Regions from separate parts of the Oryctolagus cuniculus genome. Here region 1 is linked to region 2. The links are chromatin contacts, called in public Hi-C maps. All regions are on one chromosome and are shown on one strand. The core of a region is the stretch at or near the end of the contact, and the rest is flanking DNA. Distances in the headings are between cores, read along the strand shown.

Evidence for each region. A called contact is a pair of places that touch in the nucleus more often than the background predicts.
Region 1: a contact with region 2 is called in a Hi-C map of embryonic fibroblasts, with 4 times the contacts expected there. The contact joins two enhancer-like sites. A contact is called at or near these places in 2 of 6 Hi-C or Micro-C datasets (embryonic fibroblasts and skin fibroblasts).

The regions. Positions count from the first base shown.
Region 1 is chr6:155,290,979-155,296,391 of mOryCun1.1, forward strand. No RefSeq gene overlaps it. Among named protein-coding and RNA genes, the nearest start is that of GSDMC, 220 kb to the right of the region's middle. Within about 2 kb of position 1,848, at least 1 of the 8 cell types and tissues checked has an H3K27ac peak or open chromatin away from gene starts, as enhancers often do.
Region 2 is chr6:153,863,564-153,869,101 of mOryCun1.1, forward strand. No RefSeq gene overlaps it. Among named protein-coding and RNA genes, the nearest start is that of MYC, 420 kb to the left of the region's middle. Within about 2 kb of position 2,943, at least 3 of the 8 cell types and tissues checked have an H3K27ac peak or open chromatin away from gene starts, as enhancers often do.

The sequences.
Region 1 (5,413 bases), core at 598-3,097, 1.4 Mb after region 2:
GAGTTCCTAGCTCCTGGCTTCAATCTGGCCCAGCCCCAGCCTTCACAGCCATATGAAGAATGAACCAGCAGGTATAAGAACTAGCTCATTCACGCGTGCTCTCTCTCTCTGCTTTTCAAATAAATAAATATTTTTAAAAGATGCATATTTCATGATATAAGGATCAGTTTACCAGATATAGCAATTCTGAATTTTCATGCACCTAATAACAAATGTATCAAATGTATAAAGCAAAAAAGCAAAAGGACAATGAGAAATGTAATGATGCTAAGAGGGGAATGTGGCATAGAAAGACCCACCAATGTGAAGTCAGTCTCACTTCCCTGACTTCAGCTCTCTTTTTCTCCTACACCCTGGTGAACTCTAAGACTCATTGTTCCTCATCAAACATTAGCTTTTCAGCCTTTATTGGCTTTCATTATGTCCCTACCCCCTTCTTCCTGTCTTCCTTGATTGAACACTGAATATCCTTATTCCATGTAATCTAGAAGGCCAAGGTCCAGCTCAAATATCACCTCCTCCATGAAGCTTTCCCAGAGCCCCTTATTTGAAAATACATAATTTCTTTTACCTCAAAATTCAGAAATTTGTTCAAGTTTCTTGGCATTTTCTATCTTAAATTCTAATTATTTCTGCATATGTATCAATTTCTCCTTTTATTAAAAAAGGGCTTCCATATGCTTCAACTTTGCATGGATTATGCTTGACAGAACAGGGTCCAAACCACAATGGGAGCTCAATAAATATCTGTTAAATAAAAGCATGATGAATTTTCCCAGCCAACTTTCTCCCAAAATTGCCAGCCAGCTCTAAAATATATGCAAGAGAAAAAACTGGAAATCTGTTTTAGAGAAAATGAGCCCATTTCAGACAAGAGTTTCCCATGCCAGAAGGCATCCATATTCTGTAGTCAACTGTGTTCTGTAGAATGGACCCCCGGGAAGCTGCAACAAAATTTCACTGCCACATAAAACTCCATCTTGCCAATACTTTGAGGTCATTTGTTCAGGCTAAGCAGACCTTACTGTGTAGGGTTGACAACTCTTACCAACTTATCACACATCCAAATAATTAATTGGGACTATAAAACTTCTATTTCCCTCTCCCTTGATTTTTGTTTAAATTTTATTTATTCATTTATTTGAGAGAGAGAGTTCCCATCAGTTGTTTCACTCTCCAATTGCTTGCAATGATCCAGCTGGGCAGAAGCCATGAGCCAGGAATTCAACCCAGGTCTCCCATGTGGTTGGCAGGGACCCAGTTATTTGAACAATCACTTGCTGTTTCCCAGGGTCCGCATTAACAGGAAGCTGAGGTCAGAAATCAGCCATAAATAGAATCCAGACACTCCAGTGTAAGACCCAGGGGTTTTAATCAGAGTCTTAACCAACACCCTTGATTTTTTTACCTTTCCTCTGTCCATGTAAAATGGTGATCAGGGGTAAAACTGACAGTGAAGTCACATGATCATTACTTGGTAATTCATCTCTGCCAAAATAGTTGCTTGACTTTATCAGATGCATTAATGCCATTTACATAACAGAAATAAAAACACAGCTTATCCTAGGCTGTTGTTATGAGAATTATATGAGAAAAATCTATGTGAGGCCACACAATAATGTGTGGTAAGAAGGATTAGCTCCTTCTTTTCTCCACCTTCCCCATCTCTTTTAGGGCCAGCATTTCTATTTCTATTTTCCCAGCTCAGAAGGCAGGCGATGGGCGATGACAAATCTACACCCATCAACTCCTTGGAAAAGAAAAGATTCATTCTGGCTGGCTGGCATTTCCAGGGCCTTGCTATTCTGAGGATTCCCTGTGTGCTAGATGAAACTGGATTTCCAATCAACTACTCCACCCAGGAGCATGGCCCAGGCCAGAGGCACTGACTCTTGTCCAAAATTGAGCTGATTCTGCCATCTAGAGGACCCCAGTGAATAGGCAGGCACCCACAGGGACTTCAGCCACAACACACTAAGCACCCTGCAAGGATAAAGCTTCATTCCTTCACTGACAAACATTTGATGAGGATCTGCTATGAACCAGGCCCTGCAGGAACAGGGTCCAAGGCAACCTCTGTCCTCAACGAGCTTGCAACATAGCCAGGAGCTCGCAATCTGGACAATGAGGCCAAGTCTCTGGAAGGAGGAAGAGTCCTTCCTGTAACAGTACAGAGTGAATTTGTCCACTGATAAATCACAGCCAGTAAAAAGTAGCTGAGCCAAGCCTTGCACTCGGGGATTGGGCTCCAATTTCCTGGACACTTAAACTGAGTCGTCATCAGAGGGCCCCTCCCCCTCATTCTGCAGCCAAAAGAGGAAAAGTGAGCCAACCAGGGCCACACAGCAAGAAAGTAGCAGTGCTAGATGGCAGAGCCATTCTTATAATGCCCCCTGTTGCCTCTGGAACCAAGGAACTGACTTATGCCTAAAGCAGTCCGACACCAGAGCAGAGTGACAGAGAGGGGGATACACAGAATTTTTCAAGAGCAGGCTTGTAGAAGTCAGTACTTTTTACAACTTGTTGAGGACCTCACCTGCCAACGATGGAATAAATGAGAACCCTTGGCCTCTGGCCTAGATTCATATAGCTCTTCTCACGCTATAAATCTGGTCCATTTGGAGAAAGCCCCTTTGACTTTCACGGGTGCTCCTTCAGTTGCCGGGAATGGTTGTACATTTGGAATTGTGCTTATGGTCTAAGAATCCCTTAGCTTTTGAAAAGTGCCAACGCGGAGACTTAAAGTTCAAGACACTTAAACTGGAAAGGAAATACCTTTCCCATAAGCAAGAATGCACTCCAGGATACCAGGCATTGCACCAATCTTCCCTTTACAGACCTGTATCACAGCTTATTATTACAAGTGTGCATTCCGCACCTACTATGTGCCAAGGACTCTGCTAAGCAAAGTACTGATGATACAGTGCCAAACTACTGCCCTCCTGGAGCTTGCAAGCCATTATGCAGAAAACTGTGTGTTATATTCTGATGACTGCATGAAAAGGAAAAGGTAGATCCTCCAAATAAACATCAGGATTAAATGCAAATTGAAAATGAATTTGTGATAAACTTTCCATTTGTTTGTGCCCACACCATTCCTATGCACACTTTCCTTAATGGACTGCTCACTGTTTCTGTTGCTGTAGTTTTTCAACTTTTGCTTCCATTTTTGTTACAGATTGTACTTACCTATATACACCACAAGATCCTCACCTTCTTAAGGTCAATGAAAAATTCTCTTTCACCTCTAGATCTTTTTTGTCTACACAAAGTACATTCAGGTTGAATCTTGTAATAAAGAAATGGAAGATTCAAAATGATCCCATTAGTTTATCCCTAGTTTCAAATATTACTGACAAACCATGCCCATAAAGACTTTAATTTGTAATGCATGAGACTTGGTTATTGAAGATCAGCAAAAATCTTAAAGTGACATGCTTCCATTCCAGTGATAACACTGCAAGTCATTCATGAGGTATAAAACATGAACAATCCGTCAGATACAGTGCTGGAGGCTGCCTGGAACAGGAGACACACATGTATATAAATAACCATAATATGCTTAAGAGTTCTCAGAAAGGAGCAAGCCTAACACCAGCAGCATTGATCAACGTCATGAAAATAGAAAGACCCAACTCATCTTTGTTGAAGTCCAAACAAACCTGACATCCAACTTTGAAGGCTGGAAATAGCTGCCTAGGTGAAGCCAGAAGTGGGAGCAAGGGGAGTTAAGTCTACATACTGTGCCACAAGTGAACAGGAACTGGCCAGAGTATACTCAAGTCCTAAGCACTTAAATATAAAATACTGAATAACCATTTACTTTTCAACTCGATTTTATATGAAGCTAATTTTAGATAAAGAACCATATCTTCCAACTGTGTCGTGCCTTTCCCATCCCATGTGCCTGAAACACTTTGACTCACTATTCAAGTCATCACACTTTGAACGTGACATCATTCCCCAACCCCTGAAATGTTAGCTCCCCAAGTGCATTGCTCATACCTCCAGCCATAAGTTTTTAACAGAAAAATCCAGTCAGTGTAAAAATGTTTTAAAAATTTAAAATTATGACTTTATGAGCAGCTACTGTGTACCCAGCACTGAGCTAGGCATTCTCTCAGAATGGTCTCTCTTACTTAGCTTAAAGACAGCGCACAGTAGGTGCCATTGACTCCAGTTGCATATAAGGGAAAAGATATTGGGAGAGACAAGGTCACTTGCCCAGAAGAATCCACACAATGAGCAACAGAATTTGGATATTAATCCAGGTCCATCTCCTCCAAATTCTACTTTTCTGCCCTTTACTAGTGTTTTTCAGAATACTGTGTCTGAACTATACTTGTGGTTTACTCTACTTTGCTTGCTTTTATATGTGATTATCCATGAATGGCAATGAGGTTGTTTTCCAAATTATGGTAGCTGTGTAGATGAGAGTGGTAAATAAATCTGTTATGTAAGTGATCGTACAATGTGTGTGTGTGCACAAAGCCATGCATGTGGTACACAACCAACTGATGCTGGAGACAATGCTTTTTTTTCCCCTGTAAGAGCTTCCCAGTTTCTGTATTTCTTTCATGACCTTTGGTCTCTCTGACTTTAGACTAGAGCCCCACACCTCTGGGTCTATCATCCAAGAATACTGATACCCAAGTTTCATTCTAACCCGATTAAATAAAGAATTTCTGAGAATGAGACCTAAACATGGATGTTCTTTTGAAGTTTGCCAGAAAACTCTAATGACAACCAGGGTTCAGGAGGACAGATATGTGCTATGACTCCTTTCAGAATACCTAGAGCACGACACACTGCCTGCCACATAGTAAGAGATCAAACCGGGTTTGTTGAATGGGAAATTGTGTAGTTCTGGATACCATCAAACTCAGGGCCTTGAAACAGGTCCCCGTGGGCACACTTGAATCGTATCTCTCTAGCATATTCCTAAGTACATACAGTGAGGCTGAACAAAAGGCATCTATGTTATAGAGTGAGACTCTACTATAACCAACCCTATATTAAATAGGTGCTAATTCCTTGGCCACACAATCTGTTGACTTTAGTGCTCTTCTATCTGCTGAAGAATTTGAGGTAATCTCCCCAAGGGGATACACTGTACCTGGAGGTGTTCATAGGAGAGCAACTTTTTCATCGTGTACCTTGTGCTCTCTAACTTTTCAGGACTGCTTAGTCATGAACCTAAGTGAAACTAATAATCCTTAGCTCCCAGCTAAGAATCCTTGTGGTAGATTCGGAGGGGCGGGGTGGGATGGGGGGAGCAGGTAGAAACATCTTAGGAACTCAAAATTATATATCCATTATCACAGGTAAAGTATTTATTTAGCCTCAATGAACATCCACTTCTTTGCATTAAAATCAAAAGGGTAATACATGCTTGATGGGATTGTTAAGAATT
Region 2 (5,538 bases), core at 1,693-4,192:
TACAAGCCAAGGAAGAATTTGACCCAGCCTTTCACTAGCCTCTCACAATGTGGCTGTAGATCTCCACATGACTCATTGTTTTAGCATTGACCTCTGCTCTGATCAAACCATGTCTTAGGATCCATAACTTACAAATGCCTTTACAGAAATTATAACCATGGCTTTGGACATGACCATTTCAGCTGCCTTTTGTCCCTGAGGGAGAGAGAAATGCCTTGCTTGAGGTTGCATGATGAGTTTCATCCAACTATGAAGGGTAAATATGTCAGTGCATTCTGGTGCCTCCACAAATAAGGTGCTGTGTCACACAATGAGACCTTCACAGAGTCTGCCCTGAAGCCGCTGATACTGTTCTCCTATCCTCTGATCCTACGCACTGCCACCTCTACCCCATCTCCAGAGCCTAACCAGCAACCAGTTCAATTCTGAACATGCTGTCTTCCATTACACATCTTGACTGCCTGGGTTCCAGTGCACCTGTCAGACCACCAGAAAGACACACTTGGCCTCACCCTAGCACCGTCATGGAGCAGCCCTCTCACTTAGTACTCTATATGCCTTTTTGGCAGACAAAACCACAAACCCAGATGGTCAATTAGGGATTAAGGGCGGCAGTGGCTTGGTATTCTTTCTGCTAATTGCTGTCCTGTGTAGAAGATTGCAGCCTCTGTGACAACCGGCCTGAGAAACCGTCACTGTTTCAGCAGTGAGTTTTCACCGTCTATGTAACAAGGGCCTGGCAAGGCTATTTTCATTGTTCTATTATACCAACTGGCAAATATGAAAAGGTATTGTGTATACTTCATAAAAGTTAAATAGGACAAGGTTATCAAGTTATTTTTTTAAGATTTATTTATTTATTTGAAAGTCAATTACATGGAGAGAGGAGAGGCAGAGAGAGAGAGAGAGAGAGGTCTTCCATCTGATGGTTCACTCCCCAATTGATCGCAACGGTCGGAGCTGCGGCGATCCGAAGCCAGGAGCCAGGAGCTTCTTCCGGGTCTCCCACACTGGTGCAGGGGCTTAAGGACTTGGGCCATTTTCTACTGCTTTCTTGGGCCATTGCAGAGAACTGGATCGGAAGTGGAGCAGCCAGGTCTTGAACTGGTACCCATATGGCTTGCCAGCGCTTCAGGCCAGGGCGTTAACCTGCTGTGCCACAGCGCCAGCCCCAGCTATCAATTTCTTACCATCTGCCTCTTTGCAGTATACATTTGATCTGTTTGTTTTCATTTTGTCAGATCTGGATATCCAGGACCCTTATAGCTAGCACCCTGAACTGTGGGGAGCAACAGGGAGCAACTCGGACTAGACTAAGTTACTGGAATTAAGACTTATTCTATGCATCTGCTCTCCCACAATATGGCGCTGGGAGAGGAGGAAATAGCTTCTACACAGCTGCCTCCAGTTCAACCAATAAACTGTAGGACCTGCTCCTGATTGGAGGAGAGCAGCGTACTCGGCGTGTGGGCAGCCGAGTTGGGATTGGTGGAAGAGGACTATAAAGGAGGAGAGAGACAACATGCACCAGGAACATCAAAGGGGAACATCTATCTGAAGGAACACCTGTGCAGCCCCCGAGAGAGCCGGCCGGCGGTATGCCACTCCCCCGCGGAAGTGGGGAAAGTGGCCAGGGGGAACCGCCCTTCCACGGAGGTGGAAGGGACGGTAGCCAACCCGGGAAGAACCAGCAGCAAACCCGGGGAGGGCCGAGCAGACGAAAGAACAGCGCAGGGTCCTGTATCGTTCCTCCACGAAGACGGGGAGCGACATAATGGTGCCGTGACTCGGATATGAAGCCTAGGCAGGGTCCAGTGTCATTCCTCCATGAAGAGGGGGAGAGACACTGAACTTGACTCCATTATTACCTGGTGTTGATAGCGCCTCATTTGGATGCCTTCCTTTCTGCTGTATGGGTTTTGGAGGTTGCGGGGAGGGGATGGGGTGGGTATATGATTATCTAGCATGCTCTGCCAATGATCAGTTCTTGACTGGCTGGGACTCCAAGCTCTGGAACACACTGGGCTTCTTGGTGTTCTGAGTTATGTTCTCATTCATTCTAGTATGACAAGGACTGCGACCCTGGCTGTCTGAGGGGGTTCTGGTGTTCTTTGAACAGAGGCTGATGGAGAATTTGATGTCCATAAATATCAGCTCTTAAAGTTTTTGGGAAATAAGCAATTGAAGCAGAGTTTGTTTTGTTTATTTGTTTTTCCTGTCTCAGACTGCCAAGTACAAACACAGAAAGAGGAAGTGTTAATTCACATTCTTGCTTTCTTTTAAGAGAAAAAAAACCACACGGACCACTTCCCAAGGACCTATGTTCCAGCTCTACGTGTCTCATTAGTGCCTATATAAAGACCTTGGAGGAAGAACGCTGCTGTTTTGTGTCTCACCTTTTGTGTCCCTGACTTCCTTTGTGTGAAATGTGCCACCTCCCAACCAAGCCCAGCTCTGGGTCAGAGGCTGTTCTTTCATCTGGGTATGTTGTTGGTGGGTGCAGCACATTGGGCCACACAGGGAAGCTGCACGGGGGGTGTCCAAGTTCATATGTTCCACATTCCAGGCGAATGTTTCTGACATTGAGCAATGGGACGGCTCTGCCAGGTTCAGGTCTGTCCGATTGGAATGCTACCGAAAAGGAAAGTCCCGGGCTGATAGTGACTCAAACATTCACCTCCCTACAACCCCTTCTCGGTTTTTTATTCCGTTTTAATTCTCCGATGACAAACTTAGCCCGGCATTCTTGCTGACCACATAACACTTGTTGGTGCCGATAAGTGCAGCTTCCCAAGAGATAGGAATGCAAATCAGAATATTTTGTTGAGTCATGTGTACTCTGCAGTTCTTTCCCAAACATTGCATCAGACCTGTAATTGGCAGCTCCCAGGATTCTGCTGGATGACACTGAACGTCCAGGAAAAGCTCAGTTCATTTCTCGAAAAAGTGTAGTCTCACTCTCTCCATCTGCCTCGTTGTAATATCCTGTTCTTAAGGAAGCCGAACCCCTGGGGGGGAGCACAGGCAAAACTGGTTTTGCAGATAAGTTTGAAAAATAATGACTATTGGCCTTTCCCACCCACTCTGGTCTCTTAGCAACAAGACAGCTGATGATATTCACTAGGAAAAAGGAAAAAAAAAAAAAAAAGCAACCAAGAACATGTGGGAGAGCCTGTCTGAATTCTTGCCTGCAGTCTGATTTATTTAAACCTCCACTGCATTCTTGGGTGTAGAGGCCAGGAGCCCAGCCATGAGAGCATTCTTCTGCCCTTCTTTTGACCTCCACAAATGAGCAGATAGAGGAAAATCTCAGGATGAGAACTTTCTTACTTGGCAAGAATCTGTCTTAGCTGGGGTGGCCATTTTCTTTGACATCACGAGTAACCACATGAAACCTTGGGCATATTTGTAGAGAGAGGTGTTCTGTGTTCTGGGATGGAGTGCTAGAAAGAGTGCAGAGTTGGGGGTCTGAGACCCCTGGCTGCTGATGACCACAGGAAGGCAACCTTGGGGACTCTCCTTTCCACCCAAGGTTGACTTTTTTTCTGCTGCAAGGGAGATTAAATTAGATGTCATCTAAGGCACCTTTGAGCATTGAGTCTATGATGTGTGTATTTGCATTTACCCAAACTTCCTATAATAGAGTGATTTCATTCAATTCTGTCTCTATCTCTTAAATTTCACAGTTACTATTAAAAGGTAGAGCAAGAATTCAAACTCAGATCTGGCATGTCTGAAGCCCATTTTGTAACTCCTACCCTGTGTTGTTATGATGGCACATGTAGCTGACATTTTATATCTGGTGATCTTTATATCTACATTTGTTTATCCATGGGAATAGAATTGGGAGGTTGCAGAGGATGTAGGTGTTGGTAAGGATATCTGAGTCCACATTCTTGCTCTGCCTCTGAGCAGTTTTATGATATCAGGTATCAACTATGAAATAGAACTAACAAAGCTTGCCATGAGGACTAGGTGAAGTTATATGTATAAAACATGTGGCATAGTGTCCACTGCATAGAAAATACTCAATTAAAAATGAGAGAAGTTGAGAGAAATAGACATTGAGATACAAAACAGATTCTTGCTGGGGTTGATTGCAGATCGATTTCTTGGTGGCGGGAACTTGTCTTGATTATCCTGTGACCTCAGCATGTTGCATGGCACACAAAAAGCATTGTTTTGCTGAACCAAACAGTTGTAACACATGTATACTTGCACATACATGCACATCCACAAAACAGTGTTGAATTTTATGACTTCATATTACTGGAGCTTCTTACTAGGGCTTTGCATTTTAGAACAATAGGTCACAGCCGAGTTAACTAGTATGACTTTATTGTAATTGGCTGTTTCTTAAACAAATTATTATTCTTCAATAATTCAAAAAATATGAGCAGTGTCTTTTCGAAGAAATTTGTCTTTCTTGAGGAAGGGCAGTGGTTAGCTATTGTTAGGGTATTTCTGTCTCTGATTCTCCCCTTTGTATTGAGCACTCACCATAAAGCAGGTACTGTGTCAGGTGTTTTGCATTAATTATCTAATCATTTATTTACCCTATCAGATGATAAGTTTTTGTTGTGCCCATTACAAAGTGGAGGATACTGAGGCTCAGAAAGTGTAAGTGAGTCATCTAAGACCACACAACTGTTAAGTGGCAGAGCAAGAATTTGAACCCATTAACAATCCCTGACTATTAAAAGAGAGTAAGGAGTTGGGGAACAGAGGTTTATACATCTTTGGTTTTAGTAACTGAGCTTACTCCTTTGGAAAAAACCCAGCCATCCACTCTCCTGTCAATATTAGGGATATTTGAGTACTTCCTCTGTTCCTGTTATTATGCTAAGTTCATGATACATTATCATGTTTAATGCTATTGATGATCCCGTAGGGTAGATACCAATTATTAGATGTCAATTTTGGAAGAGGTGAATATCAACATGCAACCAGAATAATTAATCTGTCCCCATTGTAATCCAGGCTACAGTTGGCTCAACTGAGATTTAAACAGATAATCTGATTCCAGAGTGGAGTCTCCTTAAAGTCTGATCTGTTGATTTTATTAGTGTCCTCAAGTCACTTACACTCTTTTAGATAGTGTCCATCACTACTGTCTCCTCAAATCTGAGAATAAGCAGTGGAAATTGAGGATACAGAAACAATAGAATCATAGACCAATAGAGTTGAAAAGTTGAAAAAGTTAGAAGACTTCTCCAGTGGGTCTTCATATCTGATGCTTTCTAACTATGGGGCATGATTTGGATTTGTTTAGTTGGTTATAAACTCAATTTAGTAGTTCATGACCAACATTTGAAAAATGAAGTAAATAGAATGGAAAATATCAGAGGGAATTGTACTGGAGATGAAATAATGTGGAGAAATAGTTGTTTCAGTTATCTGAAGTATGTGTGCTCTGTGTCACAATGTAAAATACACTTCTTGTTTTGGGTTATGTTTGCCAAAGTTTTAAAAATGTTAGCTTCATCTTGTGTTTTTTTAGTTTTATTCTATGGCATCTGGGAAGATCTCAGATACTTT